2 separate regions of the Capsicum annuum genome follow, and region 1 is linked to region 2. Evidence: chromatin contacts called from public Hi-C data. All regions are on one chromosome and are shown on one strand. Each heading gives the region's core, a stretch centred on a gene start, on an enhancer-like site or on the middle of the called end of the contact. The rest is flanking DNA. Distances are from core to core; before and after follow the strand shown. Region 1 overlaps LOC107856096 (cyclin-C1-1). Region 2 overlaps LOC107867603 (ATPase GET3A).

Region 1 (3,873 bases), core at 62-2,561, 130 kb after region 2:
ACAGGTAGTTAGTTGTTATTGTAGATACAAAATTTAACATAAAACAAGATCCTAATACTTACAGAAAATCCCTGCATATGATAATTTTGTTAGAGTTACATGCATTATTTGAGACTACAAAAAACATACACAAATATACTACTCTTATCTAGCAAAAGAGATACAAATTTGAAACATACATGTATCTACATTTTATATGCATAACTTGTAAGAGATACATCCTAATCAAAGTAAAAAATTTAAATGTATGTCTTTATATAATAACTTGTATCTCTCAGATACATAACTAAGAAAAAAAAAATATAATATACCACGAGATACATAATAAACATGTAATGCTTATATATGTATCTTTTGCATTACTAATATTTATCTAGCTTATACATTTTTTCACACAAATAAAAACCTGTGAGAGACACATACATATACAGAATAAGATAAAAATTAAAGAAAAATTATCAGACTTAATAGAAAATGTATCTCGAACTAAAATAAACCTGAAATACCTTTGGAAGAACATCTCTGATGGCAACTTCAACAACTCTTCCTCTTTTGGCATGAACTACACCTCCTAAACTCGTAGATCCTTTTTTCATAAAATCACCGACTCCTTTTTTCTTAGCCCCTTTTGCATGCTTTTCACGCAATTTTTTTATCATAGGAAAATTATTTCGGTGATTGAGTTTATTTTCACAAAAATCATCAAAATCTTTATCAAAAACTCTAAGGACAAAAGAAACAACATCTACATATTATTCGATGTTATCAATTTGAGAGATTCCAAAACTAAAAGATGAACATGAATCAACTTTAAATTCAATAGAAATAGACTTGAAAATTTTAAATTATAAGTCTTTACTCGATAATGTTAACAAAAATAGAGATGTTGTTCAACTTATTTTTTGAAAAAAAAAAAAATGCTGAAACTGAAAGGATAGAGTGAAGATGACTTTGGGGGAGGTAAATACCTTAATTCTAAAATATTGAAGATGAGAAAATTGTGAAAAATCACCACACAAAATTTGCCTTTGAAATAGGAAGAAAGACGCAATTTGATAAAGGTAAGTATCAGATAAAAAGATACTACTAACATGTATCTGAACTTATAACCCCAAAATTAAAAAGTTGGGATATTTGCAATTTATTTAAATTGAAGGGATTTTTAGTAATTTAATAACTAAAGTTGTTCTTTTTATATAATTTTTCCTTAATAAAACATGCGTGTAATATGGCTCTGCATAAAACTGGTGCTCTTCGAACAACTATCTAAACTGGTAGGTGTTGCTATGCTTCTCATCATACTTGTTGCAAATGTGAATATCAACACATTGTTCAACGTTTACTTTGCCAGTAGACTTCTTGGTGGTTGAGTCTACATGAAAGTAAAATCACCTAATTAATATTCCTATGTAATTGTCCTCAAAAAATATTTTAATGTCAACCTTGAGAAGTAAGAACATGTAAATAGATTCATCTCCATAAGATATCAACCTAAAAATATTCTAGCAAGAAAACAAAATAATAACTTTCTAATAAATAATTTCAATGCCTATTCATATGCTGCACTCAAGAGTAATAACTTGAATTCCATATTCCACATTTCCTCTAGCATTGCTCTATATCTATCCTCCCATGCTTGCAACTTGAGAATCCTCATGTTCCTGAGGCACTCGGAAGTCTTTCTCGTCCTTGGCTCCCATTAGTTTGTCTTGATAGTCTTCTTGAATCCTAGCTAATGGGACGGTTGCAACAATGGAAATAATGATGCAATACCAACATTTTGTACAAAATAGCAAGAGCCAAAATGATTTGAAGAGGCAGCTTCCATATATCTTGAAGATCCAAAACTGAAATAAAACTGTATGAAACATACTGTAGTCTGAAAGCCTCTAAACTGTCTGAAAACTGTGAAGTTGATGGGACATGTCCCCAACTAACTCCGAACTACTGAAATAATAAAGTAATAAAATAATCATGCTATCCTCGAATGATGAAGACTCACTGCTAGTATGGCGGTTGAATGTCTGATCTACTAAGGATGCTCGGGAGCTCGTTCTTCTAAACCTATGGTAGATCAAACGTTCAACAGCCAGAGATTGTTTTATACCATTGATTTAGAAGAACGAGCTCCCGAGCATACTTAGTAGATCAGACGTTCTACAGCCAGTTCTACAGCCAGACTAGCAGTGAGTCCTCATCATTCGAGGATAGCATGATTATTTTATTACTTTATTATTTCAGTAGTTCGGAGTTGTTGGGGACATGTCCCATCAACTCCACAGTTTTCAGACACCACAGTTTTCAGACAGTTTAGAGGCTTTCAGACTACAACATGTTTCATACAGTTTTATTTCAGTTTTGGGTATTATTATGCTGCCTACTCTCTGAACATCCCCTGCCATGTAATTAACAATCTCTCCACTAGAGTGGCTTTGCCTTGCTGAAATTGAGAGCCTCAGCCCTTCGTGATGTAACATTGCAGTGAGAGATGATATCACATGCATACCCCAAAATGTATCCCTCGCAAGGGAACGTCTCGACTTCGGCTAGGTAGTCTACGAAGTAGCTGATCATGTACGGACCCACATAAGAAACACAAGTGTTCACCCCTGCAAAAATTGCATTGCAGGCAGCCTCCTTCCAGAAAGATTTGAGAATAGCCCAAGCTAAAGAAGGCTGCTGTGAAGGATCTTTAGCCTTCAACTTTTCCCAATTTGCATTTAGTACCTTGTAATTTGTCTTGGAACGATCTCGTTGTGCAAGAGAGGCTCAAAATGTGTTAAGCACTTCACCTCGCTTAATTCGCACTTCAGTGTCGTCATCATTAAAGCCCACATATTATTTGTGATTAAAGCCCCTCCGGACCTTAGAGCTTTACGCTTTTTCCTTTTGATAACACTGCTTAGACAAAACAAGGGACACACCACGTTACCAACCCATATTAAATTATAAAAGTTAGACCACCAAATATGTCATATATGTCTCCTGAATTTAACATATAAACTGTTTACTAGTAAAGTTTAGACCATTAACCAACTATTCCTGAGGCTTTAACCCCAAAACTAACTACATCATTAGTTGGCTGGACGAAGTGCTTGTTTGGAGTGAAATCCCATAAACAAAAAACCAATTATTTGTAGTCTCGAATTCTCCAAAACCTCAATTACAAAAAGAAAAATACAAGATTGAAAGAAAGTAAACAAGAAATTCATACACCACAATGGAAAATATAGTTGTACTTTGTTCACTTGCCTTGAGAGAGGAATGTTAAACCTGAGAGGAAAGGAGAAATATAATTTTGTTTGGTCTGCTTTAAGCAAGTTATTATAATTCAGCTTTTGTGAGGACACTAATTGAGAAAGCTGCGGGTTTATAATGAGCTGAAAATTGCATGTTTGTGTCGTAGCAACAAATCTATGTGGTTCAGAGCATTTCCCTGTCTTGATAGGGTTGCTTCAGGGCTCTACTCTTTGCCCGTTTTTGTTTGCTTTGGTAATGGATGTGTTGACGCGGCGTATTCAAGGAGAGGTGCCTTGGTGTATGCTTTTTCCAGATGATGTAATTTTGATTGATGAGGCGCGGTGTGTCTCTCTGTGTGTGTGTGTGTGAATAATAAATTAGAGGTGTGGAGACAGACCCTTGAGTCTAAAAGGTTCAGGTTGAGTAGGAGCAAGACAGAGTATTTGGAATGCAAGTTTGATGACTTGAGGCAGGAGAGGTGGTAGTAAGGTTGGATTCCCAGGTGGTGTGTAAGAGGAATAGTTTCAAGTATCTCGGATCCTTGATTCAAGGGAATGGTGAGTGTAAACACCTAATTTTTTACCAAACCTAAGTGTCTTTGCCATTTTAGTGTTCAATTTTGTTTTAGGGTCT
Region 2 (4,214 bases), core at 1,350-3,849:
ACAAAATACTCAAAAAGAAAGACAAAAGAAAGAAAGCAATGAATATTTTTCAAGTGCTTCAAGGTGTGTGTTTAGAATGAAAGAACTCTCCTCTATTTATAGGAGGATGTTCTTGGGCTCCAAGTAAAAAAAAAAGAAGAATTTGAAAAAATCCCATCCGCATAGCCAAACTTTGGCTCCAAGTAAAAATCTCTTGGTAGAGATTTTCAACAAAATGTCATGAGTTTTCACAAAAAATATCAAGAGATTTTAAATAAAATATTGGCTAAAATATGGCCACATTACAACTATGATAGGAGAATTTTTTTTTTTTATTTCTTGTTATAAGTCCTTTGACGGTAGTTGGTTCTTTTGATAGAGCGCATTAGGATATTTACAATTAAATTAAAATAGATGAAGTAAAATTGCATAAGAAAGCTTCAGTGTAGGGACTGGGATCATTTTAGGAGATGGGGAAGGAAAATTCAAGTATGTATATACAGAGTTCAAAGAATTTCAACAACTTTTGTCATTATGTAAGAATTGGATCTTGGTTGGGGGAGAGAAAATCTGCAACTATATCTGTCCCCTGTAAATTCCACTAATAATTTGTTGGACTGTATTAGCTCCTGAATCTTAGTATAGCGTATAATATATTGGAGCTGACATACTCTATTTTGTACATAATCTTTGGTACTCTTGCATCTGCTTGATGAACGCCAATGAAACCACGTACTTCATCAAAAAAAGAAAAGAAATTTACAGCTTTCACATGAATGTGACCAAGTAATGGGGTCTTGAAAATCATCAGTAGAATTTAGAAGTATTCACCAGTCATCACGGATACAGAAGTCACATAATTGCTGGAAACTGAGCTATGTAACTGATGTGGTGTCTAGTTCCCATTCTTTTCCTTGCAAAGACTTGCATTTTCACAGAAAATGAGTTTGAACAATTCGTTAGTGGTTCTAGCAACTATTTATCTGAGCAGTTTCGGTTTGGTAAAAAAAAAAATACACATTGTGTTCTGCATGTTTGGTTTGATTGTGAGGTGGAGTCGTCTGTTGATGTTGCCTGTTGATCCATTTATTTGTTTTTTTCATCTTATTTTGCTTTCTGGTAACCTACTACTTACCCTGGCCAAGGCAGGGGAAATTCCTTAAAGATAGTCTTTACTGAAATGGCTGAATAAATTTCCTTCTTTCATTGTTTACCTTCTGGTTACTTTTCAAATTCTCCTGATCTTTAATGCCACTTCTTTTAACAGGACTTGACGACATTCGTTTGTGTTTGCATCCCGGAATTCCTCTCTCTATATGAGACTGAAAGGCTTGTTCAGGAACTCACTAGATTCGAGATTGATACACATAACATTATAATTAACCAAGTGCTTTTCGACGAAGAAGGTACAGTTCTCATATCTTCTCTGTACATAGTATTAATTCCTTGTAGTTTCTTTTCAATTGTGTTTGGTATTGTCTGTATCACCTTTTCCTCCTAAGTTGTTTTGTGTGAGAGAAAACTTACTCTTGGACCTTGCGTCTGTTTTTAGTTGTTGAATCCAAGCTGCTGAAGGCTAGGATGCGGATGCAACAAAAGTACATGGACCAATTCTACATGTTATATGATGACTTCAATATTACCAAGCTGCCTTTGCTGCCACAAGAGGTTTGAAGATGCTGTTGCATATATCCTGGATATCTTCCCACAGACAAAAACAAAAGAAAAAGAAAAATGAAATGAATTCTTTATTCACGGGAAGAACATGATCAATAGTTTTTTTAATATATTAAGAAACAAAGCTTCGCCAGTCTGATAAGTGATGTGCTCTCTGATAGGTTTGTGGTGTTGAAGCGCTGAAAGCATTTTCACATAACTTTCTGACACCGTACCAACATTCACTTGTTCGCGGTTCAGTAGAGGAACTGGAAATGAGAATAGCCACACTGAAAGAACAGTTGAAAGATGCCGAAGAAGAACTGGAAAAACTTCGAGCAGGCCAAGAAGAAACCATAATGTAGAAATACTTGGCGGATGGAGGGCATTATGTTGCCTTCACTTTTTCTTTTATCCTTTTTTAGGAAACAGCGTATCTGAAAAATCATATTTTTCTTAGAGAAAACTAATCTTTTTTTGTATTAAACTTTTTTCAATTTTTTGGTTCTTTTGGACCTTCAAGAAGACAATAAATGAGGTTATAATATTCATGAAGTAAACTTGACCACCATTATAGTGTATTTTCAAGTGGAGTTTGATGAATGCAAGCGATTATCAGTGATAAAAATGTTATTTTCCTTGTAATTAACGTCGTGCATTTACCAATGTCATCTATTCATTGCTACCACTATCACCCTCCATAATAGCTATTGCGGTTGTCACCACCTCCCACAATTGTTGTCAATAACTATAATCAGCCGTTATTACCACTAGTCAGCAGTTACAATTATCCTCACCAACCACCATTACTACAACAATCACCAATTACTATCTACTATCAACAGTACATATCGCCAATAACCACCAGAACCATTCACCACCACAATTAGTACCATTTCCATCCGCCGCCACCACAACTACCACCATCAATCACTATTCTCAACCACCATCACACTTGCTACTACAAACAACACGACAATTAGCCACTTCCAGCCTCAATTAGCACAACCACTACCGCTAGCTAGGACTGAACAAATCAGGGGTCGTGGTTCCTCTCGTGGAAGTCTGGAATCTGAGATTTGACCTTAAACAAAGCTAAGTATTGAATAATCATAAGTTTGACTTCTGATGTTTTACACTTGCCACCACATCCAGATTTGGGGCGTAACATTGACTCTCCGCTATGGATTCAGTGATATTATTTTCACCTCTACCCTCGACCATGGTACAACTACTTTCGCGGTGCCCCAAGTCCCAGTGCAGTCTTTTCCATCTCTAGCAAACCCATTATTGATTTCTGCCGACTTGTCAGTTTAACATAGATTTTTGACAAGTCGGATTCATAGTTATATCTTGATCATCACTGTTTTCATCATGTTGCATATGATTGTGCGCTGAGACACATGGTGGGGAAGTCCCCTACCCGTTTATGACTCGAATCTCCCTAGTTATCCGATCGACCTCGTTGTTCACGGGACTATTCAAGAGGGGGTTGTCATTGGTGATAACGTTGGTCTGATGAGCATTTTCTTGCTAGCTAAGTCGATTAGTCACTTTGATTCACAAAACAAAATTTGTTAGTATCAGTTCAGTAGGATCAAAACAATACCACACTATCCTTGGCCTCACGGTAGACACCAAATTATTTATCCCAAAAAGATACGAATTCGAAGCCAAAAGGGCTATTTATTTTTAATCAAAAATGCCAAAGGGGACAATTAATTATTTAAAAAAATCAAAACGAACAAATCATGGGATAGTCAAGGATTTACAAGTCGTGTGGGCCAGCGACTTGTAAGTCGCCCACATCCCAGCGACTTGCATGAAATCCATGTAACAAAAGCAACAATTCTGCATGTTGCATGTGCAAGTCAGCATGTTGAAACAGTATAAAAACAATTCTGAAGTATGTTGCATGTATATCTATATTGTTTTGAGAAATAGCTATGTAGAAGTAAAAAATTGTACTACTTCTGTTTCAAAAAGAATAAACTAATTTAAAGTTTAAAAAAATAAAGAAAATTTTTTAATCTTGTAGTCCTAAATTAAAGATATGTCGAATATATCAAAATGTCCTTTAATCTTGTGGTCTTAAATATGTAACTTGAAAAATTGAAATTAAAATATTGCTAAAAAAAAGGGTGGGGGAGAGTGGGGGGGTGGGGGGCGGTAAGTCATTCTTTTTGAAACATAGGAGAGGATTATGTGTTTATTCATGAGAAAATTGAAGGAAAGATGTCTTTTAAGTCTTGAATGAAGAATTGGTGACCAACTTAAAGAGTCAAACATAATTAGGAAATAGATTAAGTTAATTGTGTATTTGATTAATATTTTCAAAATTTTCTAATCTTTTCAAAAATACAAATCAACCCACACCCCTCTCCTTTCCAAATCAACTGTCTCTCTCCTCTATCTTGAGAGAGACAGTCTCTCTCAATTCTCTCCCAACCAACAGTTTCGCAAAATTTCTCCGTTCAATTCCCGACAACTTCAAGCTCAGGCCACAAATAGCTGGGTGAGTTCCTTTTCGACTTTCAACCGTCAATTGACCTAACAAGCAGTGTTCTCCGGCGACAACA

The links. Hi-C and Micro-C count contacts between places; a contact is called where the count stands out from the background.
Region 1: a contact with region 2 is called in a Hi-C map of leaf, with 3 times the contacts expected there. The contact joins two enhancer-like sites. A contact is called at or near these places in 3 of 5 Hi-C or Micro-C datasets (leaf and placenta).

Annotation. Positions count from the first base shown.
Region 1 is chr4:197,345,075-197,348,947 of UCD10Xv1.1, forward strand. LOC107856096 (cyclin-C1-1) reads right to left here. Exons shown (of 7, transcript XR_007054512.1): 6 at 507-1,372. Among protein-coding and RNA genes, the nearest start is that of LOC107856096, 8.9 kb to the right of the region's middle. Within about 2 kb of position 1,312, at least 1 of the 5 cell types and tissues checked has an H3K27ac peak or open chromatin away from gene starts, as enhancers often do. A contact at or near this core is called in leaf, where this site is marked.
Region 2 is chr4:197,211,707-197,215,920 of UCD10Xv1.1, forward strand. LOC107867603 (ATPase GET3A) reads left to right here. Exons shown (of 7, transcript XM_016713914.2): 5 at 1,247-1,385; 6 at 1,532-1,647; 7 at 1,818-2,206. The coding sequence ends at 2,000. Among protein-coding and RNA genes, the nearest start is that of LOC107867603, 39 kb to the left of the region's middle. Within about 2 kb of position 2,600, at least 3 of the 5 cell types and tissues checked have an H3K27ac peak or open chromatin away from gene starts, as enhancers often do. A contact at or near this core is called in leaf, where this site is marked.